2 separate regions of the Mus musculus genome follow, and region 2 is linked to region 1. Evidence: chromatin contacts called from public HiChIP or PLAC-seq data. All regions are on one chromosome and are shown on one strand. The core of a region is the stretch at or near the end of the contact, and the rest is flanking DNA. Distances in the headings are between cores, read along the strand shown. Region 1 holds the start of Zfp993 (zinc finger protein 845). Region 2 has its middle 17 kb from the start of Zfp985.

Evidence for each region. HiChIP or PLAC-seq counts read pairs in DNA pulled down with a chosen protein or histone mark.
Region 2: a contact with region 1 is called in an H3K4me3 HiChIP or PLAC-seq map of embryonic stem cells, with 4 times the contacts expected there. The contact joins the enhancer-like site here to the promoter of Zfp993 in region 1. A contact is called at or near these places in 3 of 39 promoter capture datasets (cranial neural crest, maxillary cranial neural crest and second pharyngeal arch cranial neural crest), 1 of 484 Hi-C or Micro-C datasets (bone marrow-derived macrophages), 5 of 115 datasets of contacts at active chromatin or transcription factors (bone marrow-derived dendritic cells, embryonic stem cells and stem cell-derived neural progenitor cells) and 1 of 9 other capture datasets (adipose tissue).

The regions. Positions count from the first base shown.
Region 1 is chr4:146,511,152-146,514,741 of GRCm38.p6, reverse strand. Zfp993 (zinc finger protein 845) reads right to left here and starts at 1,893. Exons shown (of 7, transcript XM_030253976.1): 1 at 1,865-1,893. Zfp981 (zinc finger protein 981) reads right to left here. Exons shown (of 5, transcript NM_001243138.1): 2 at 1,865-1,957. It also overlaps the pseudogene Vmn2r-ps16.
Region 2 is chr4:147,534,699-147,538,288 of GRCm38.p6, reverse strand. No RefSeq gene overlaps it. Among named protein-coding and RNA genes, the nearest start is that of Zfp985, 17 kb to the left of the region's middle. Within about 2 kb of position 1,913, at least 7 of the 459 cell types and tissues checked have an H3K27ac peak or open chromatin away from gene starts, as enhancers often do. A contact at or near this core is called in embryonic stem cells, where this site is marked.

The sequences.
Region 1 (3,590 bases), core at 644-3,143:
TTTTTATTGTTTTGGATTTTTGCTTGCTTGCTTACTGAATTCATTGATTGATTGGTTGATTCTTCGTTTTTTTTTTTTTGTTTTTTTTTTTAAAGATTTATTTATTATTATATGTAAGTACACTGTAGCAGCTGTCTGAAGACAGCTGCTATCGGGTGCTCTTACCCACTGAGCCATCTCACCAGCCCCGATTCTTCGTTTTTATTTTGTCTTTTCCTTAAACTTATCTAATCATGCATGAAGCCCACCCTCCCCAGCAGGAACCACTCCTCCAACTCTGTTGCAGGCTGCCTTCCACACAACTTCTCTGGACCTACTCTGCACAGCTTCCCCACAATGTTGCTGCCAGACTAGACCAGAGCTGGATGTACTAGGACACTGCACCTGGGTTCTGAGAGTTTTACAGAGTCAGACTGAAGAGAGAACATGCTAGGAACAGGTAAAGACAGAATGAGCAGGAGAAAGAGAAGGAGCCAGAAGATGAGAAAAGATTTCTACAGTTAATTTAAGGCCAAGTGGAACAATTCAGTGTCTGAAAGAAGAACTCAGCTCGGAGAGGAGTTTGAGCTGGAAAAACCGAGTTGAACGAGCTAGTTAAGCATTGAGAAGGAATAAGAAAGGGGGAGCTTGCCAGGCTTGGTGGCACACGCCTTTAATCCCAGCACTTGGGAGGCAGAGGCAGATGGATTTCTGAGTTCGAGGCCAGCCTGGTCTACAGAGTGAGTTCCAGGACAGCCAGGGATACACTGAGAAACCCTGTCCCGAAAAACCAAAAAAAAAAAAAAAAAAAAAAAAAAAAAAGAAAGAAAAAAAGAAAGAAAGGGGGGGGGAGCTTATTCAGCAGCAAATTTCAGAGGCTGAAAACACACTAGGCCTAGATAATACTGTATGGAGACTAGAAGCTTACATGACTAGGCCTAGGTTAATAGATGTAGGCAGGAATCCTCCCAAATTACAGTGACAGTAGGAGAATGAAACTTACTTATACAGCCCTGTGGTAAAAAGTAGACACTGCTCAGTATGAAAGCTCTCAAGAATAGAAGAGAAGAAACATACCTCAGAAATAAGGCAAACAGACTCAAAACTAAAGCAACCAGTACAGAGAAGGTCAACAATAATTATTCCACTCTAATGGGGATTAATGCAACACAGAATATCAATAAGAACACAGGTCAAGGACAGGAAAACATTTAGAGTGGATAGAATAGGTGATTCAGAAAGCAAGTAGATCTTCTGGAGAAAACCACCTCATATCAGACACTGTCAACAGACATCTTAGACATCCTGGTGGTAACTTCCATAGTAACAAAAACTGCTAGGCAAATTGGGGCAGGAAGCAGAGTTATCAATGTATATACTCAGGTTTGCAACCTACTTGCTGCAATGTGAATCTGTCAGACAAGGCATGGAAATTTTTATGATACTGGCAAGACTGACTATCTGTGGGTAACAGGTTTTCTGTTTCAAGCTCCACAGGAAAAAAAAATCCATAGATTACAGTGAAAATCTGCCTAAAAATCCGGTAAGGAAGGTCACAGGCCCTAGGAGGGAATCTACTGATGATATTTGCTTTATGTATAAATTGCCCTTGTCAAACCCATAGACTGATGCTGCTTTCAATCTGGGTAAAAGAAACTTTGATTTCAATGGGCAGCAGCAATTTCCTAGGATCAAAATTAATTAAATATTGACATCAAGTGACAGCTGACAGCACTGCCTTCCATGGTAAATCCATATCATCACATCTAATATTATTCTTTTCCAGAATCATTAAGGAAATAGAATCTGGCAAAATCAAATTCATGTCCTCTTTGTACTGGCAGGTGAGCCCCACTCTACCCCTTGTTCAATACCTCTAACATACCTGGATCCTTTGTGAGAGTCTCCTTGACCTTAACTATCCAGTGCTCTTAGTGTTGATTTACAGTTATGGAGATTTGACTGAGCATATGGAGACCTGAAAGTGAGAAAATATAGTTTAGAATGAACATGGAACTGTTCATGGAACAAAAATGAAAGACGTCAATGCCCGAGAAAAGGATCAATATGAAGGAAAGAGAAGATATCACGAGAATACCTATTTTTCTCCGAGTATTCCAGTTTACCCTAAAGATGTGAGAGTCAGCCACACAGTTAATACACATACAGAGTCTTTTTCCAAGCAACACAGAAGAGGAGGAGGGAAGACTGGAAGAAAATTATTCTGACCCAGAATCCAGACAGTAATCCAGTAAGTAAGTGATCAAGATTATTCAAAAGATGTTGTCTAATTTTGTCTTAATCCATAGTAAAAGCCTGTCGGTAGCACACCTTTAATCCCAGCACTTGGGAGGCAGAGGCAGGCAGATTTCTGAGTTCGAGGCCAGCCTGGCCTACAAAGTGAGTTCCAGGACAGCCAGGGCTACACAGAAAAACCCTGTCTCGAAAAAACCAAAAACCAAAAAAAAAAAAAAAAAAAGAAAAAAAGAAAAAAAAGAAAAAAAAAATCCATAGTAAATTTTCCACTTATTAAAATATCTACTCCTGAAATCATCACCTGCTGGGCTGAACCTTGGAAAAATTCAAAGAAATTCAGGAAGAATGGCTACCTGGGGTACCTGTTAACATATCAATTAAGTCATAGTTGGATAGGTGCTTTCTTGGCTGCTGGTTATCTCTTGGCCTGCCCCTCTATCCTCCAACACACCCTCAATTCCCCTCCCCCCACCTGATAGCCTGGTGCAGTTTGGAACCAGCCAGTATCTCTGAATGCTTTCTCCCTCAGACTGAAAAGCCAAATATTAACCTCACCACCAGCACAAGAACCAGGTATCTTATTGAAGTGCTGCAGGTTGCATGTCTTAGAAAACTAATAAAGCCTCATAGGAAACTACAGTTGCCTATAAAACTGCCTGTAGCATTGAAAGACCCCCGAGGTGGGTGGTCAATCAATCTGAGGAGACCCTCCCAAGGATCAGCGAGACCACGATTCGGATGTAATCAGCAAGAGGCTTTATTGGGAACACGGGTACCCGGGCGACTCAGTCTATCGGAGGACTGGCGCGCCGAGTGTGGGGTTTTTACCCTTTTTATAGGGCTGGGGCTGGGGAGCAAAAAGCGTGGGTACAGAAGCGAGAAGCGAGCTGAGTGGTTAGTTTAAATCAAGGCTTGGGGTATTTCCTGGTCATTTGGGGAACCTGAAACTGAGGTGGGACTTTTTCAGAAACTGTTGCTGGTTCCGCTTTATCTGGGTACCATCTGTTCTTGGCCCTGAGCCGGGGCCCAGGTGGGTACCATCGGTTCTTGGCCCTGAGCCGGGGCCCAGGCGCTTGACCACCGATATACCCTTTTTGGCCCTTGTCCTAGTATTATTCAGCCTTGATTTTTAACTGTTAATCTTTAACTGAACTTCCTTGTAACTTTTGAGAACTCAGCTCTGGTACTTTTTCATGCCTTGCAAAATGGCGTTACTGCAGCTAGCTTGCTAAGCCTTATGGTGGGGTCTTTCATTCCCCCCTCTTTCTGGAAACTGAATAAAATCTTTTATTCACGTGATTCCACTGCTTCTGGATCTATTGATTTGAGTTGGTGATACTGTTGGGTCAGAACCA
Region 2 (3,590 bases), core at 664-3,163, 1.0 Mb before region 1:
GGGAAAAACACAAACATATCCTCAGCCCTGTGTCAGCCAGGGAGCAGGTGACTGACATTATGAGGTTAGGGCACCACTCCACTATACTAATGGAAGGGGGTTTTCCTGGGTAGGAAAGCCCAATGTTTATAGACAGGGTTTAATCTCTGATCATCAAAGCTGAGGAAGTTTAGGTGAAACAAAGCCTCTACCTGAGTAAGTTAAGTTTGGACTCAGGGAAAGGAGGGCCTGAGTAGACAGCAGTCCTTACAATTGTGGGTGATCCCCTTTTTAAGCCTCGGGTCATGTCTTGTGGGCCTAAAGAGGTAGCTGGAAGGCAGGAGATTCTTGGAGCCCAACCAGAGGAGGCTGCAAATGTGAGGGAGGATTTTTATATGTGGGAGAGGTAGGGCAGTAGTATCCCTGGCACAAAGTTCATGCCATGTGTCCTGTGGAGGTGGGAGGTTTGCAGCTAACACCAAGCTTTCAGATGCCTGCAATAGACTCCTCCTCCTCACCATGACGTGAGTTTGCCAAGGCTAAGATAGCTGGAGAAGAGGCAGTTACAGACACATATACACTTCCCTATTCCTAACAATATTTTTTGTGAGTAGCAATAACTTCCTCTATGGAAAAACTTTTAAATTAGTTATAACGTCAATAAGAATCATAACAAAAGTGGTGGTGGGGAACTATACCAGAATGCCACTCCCACTCAAGTAAAAACTCTGTGGCAGGCCCAAAGGCTTGGCCTCAGTCCTGAGGCATAAATTTTCAAGGAACTTGTCTCCCGGAATGATTCTGGTGTCCCATAAACAAATATGTCTCAGATTCATCCTTGCTATACTTGGTGAATGGTTCTGTGTGCTTTCTTTCAGTATTATTTTATTATAGGTGCCTCCAAGGAATGATTTGTCAAATACCTAAATTAGGTTGAACTTTCCTTCCTGGCCTTCACCAATGTCCTAGGCAGTCCTTGAGCCAACCCTGGGCTTAGAATTTAGTAACTATGACCTATTCAGATGAATTGACTCCAGTTTTGAAGGAGATATATTGAAAGAAATAAGGCATTACTATCTACTACATAGAGTTAGAAAATTCAGGGCAAGCTTAAGAAAGTAAGTTTAGAATTCTTATTATAGTTATGTATGGCAGACTACATTACTTAATAGAAGAAAGTTCCCCACAAAATCACTTAGAATAACAGCCAATTCACTACCATATACAGGAATTTACAATGGTTTAGGAAGAAGATCCTACTGTGGTTGAAGGAGGAACTAGAGTATTGCATTATTCATGAGAACATTAGCTAGAGCAGAATTCCCTAGCACATACTTTCACTAGCCCAGAGGAATAGCATAGCTAGGTATTTACTAAGAGCTGTGTGGTGGTAGGATAAACAATAAATCAGAATTAGAACTATGGCTTGTACATGAAAGCCCTTGCCACAGGAGCATAATGACCTCATACATGGCTTCTAAGAATACAGCTGACCTGAGATAGAGCTGACTTTGTCTCAGTTCTTACATTGACTAGTTCCTGACAGTCTTTATGTATGCATTCTTCTGTTTTGTGTAAAGAGTCATTAAGAATCGGGTAACCTCAGCGTACCTTGAGTGATGCGTCACCTCACTTCCTTATTTTCTTCTGTATTATAAGGATGATGCTCACTTTGAGAACTTACATTCAGATCAACACTCCCTTGTGTTCTTGTCTGATTGACACTCGACACCGACTCCTTGCCCACCTGAATACTGAAACCCTGATCTCCTGAATGTTGAGGGACCACCTGAGTTCAGTCTGTGTCACCCGAATTCGCCATGAATTTCCTGGCTTGAAAGAAAACCCTCATCCATGTATCAGGCTCTCAAACGTTCTCAGAGCAATGCATGGGGATAGAACTCCTGCCTCAGTCCAGAGGGTTTCCAGAACAGAGAAACTGACATTCATGCCACTGATGAAAAGGAACCACCTAAGAGATTTTATTTGGGGTTCCCTTAAGTGGGAAGGAAGTCTACCAATGGCCAGATGAGACACAGGGGTAAATTAATAAGAAAGGGGAGAATTGTGGAAGGAGGAAAGTGTATGTTGGACTCAGTTGTCTTGTGCTTAGTGGGAGACTTCCATGGCTTCCATGGTAGTGAGGCCATGGCTCTGGGCCCACATGGTTTGCACAATGGAGGAATGTCATGGGTGTGTGTGAAGGGTAGTCCTTGTTGTGGATTGCCCTGGTGCTGTTTGTATTTTGATGCTAATTCTGCTTCCTCAAATGGAGCTGCCCCAAGGAGGAGTGGATCACATTCTCTGGTGATTTAATGTGAAACTTCTCCCCATTTAAATTGGTCAAATTGGTCAAATAAAGACTGAAGCCTGTGATTGGGCAGTGGAAGGAAAACGTGGGGCTGGAGGTTTTAGAAAGGGAGAAGAGGGGAAGGAGGAGAGGCAGACAAGGAAACAAAGAAGATAGTGGAAGATGGAAGAAAAGGAGGTGGAAGGAAGATGGAGCAAAACCACGTGGCCTGGTGAAGCCACAAGTAGCAAGGGATCTACACTTCTAGACAGTATTTATCCAAAGATGGCCTGCATCTTAGTTATCTTAATTTCAACTCATTTCCCTCGAGGAATTCCCATGCAGAGGGAAGATAAATTAGAATGAATATTTGCCGGGCAGTGGTAGCAAATGACTTTGATCCTAGCACTTGGGATGCAGAAGCAGGCAGACTTCTGAGTTCAAGGCCAGCCCGATCTACATAGTGAGTTCCAGGAAAGCTAGCACTATACAGGGAAACAGGCTCAAAAACAAACAAACAAATAAATATATGAATTTAAAAAAATAAAAGAATGGATATTTTTAGCACATAAACAGCGTAAGAAAACCCTACATGGAGAAGGTCTTTGAATTTATACTAAAAGGAAAAAAAAATGAGACTTTGACAATTAGTTGGAACGGACCCAACTAAAATCGTGGTACCTTTTAATAATGCAGAGATTGCCTCCTTATGGCCACAAGGTGAATCTTGGTAAAGAACATGCAGTAACTTCTTGGAGAGATTAAAAACAGATACTATAAAAGTATGATTTCATTTCATAAAAAGAACTACTTGGATTCTCCCTCATAAAATAAAGGAAATTCCATTATCTGGAGCCCCTACATTTTACGCTGAGGCCAATAAATCAGGAAAGGCAGGACATAAATCAGAAGATGTAGGGTACTGAATATTCTTATAAATCTGATCAAATATCTGAATTATGTGCAATACTCATGGTGTTGTCAGATTCTGAAGAGTCTCTTAATATAGTAACTGACTCTCAATATGCAGAAAGGGTTGCTTTTCCAATACAGACTGTTGATCTTATTCAGGATGAATCTGAATTGACTTCACTATTTCTTCAGCTAGCACAATTGATAAGAAATAGGAGTCATTCACTATATATAACACACATAAGATCGCATACAGGTTTGCCAGGCCCTCTGTCACAAGGTGATAATGAAATTGACCAGCTATTGATAGAAAGAACAAAAGAGGCTTTAGAATTTCATAAAAAATCATGTTAACAGCAAAGTTTTAAAGAAAGAGCTAAGGAAAATGTGAGGCAATGTCCTACTTGCT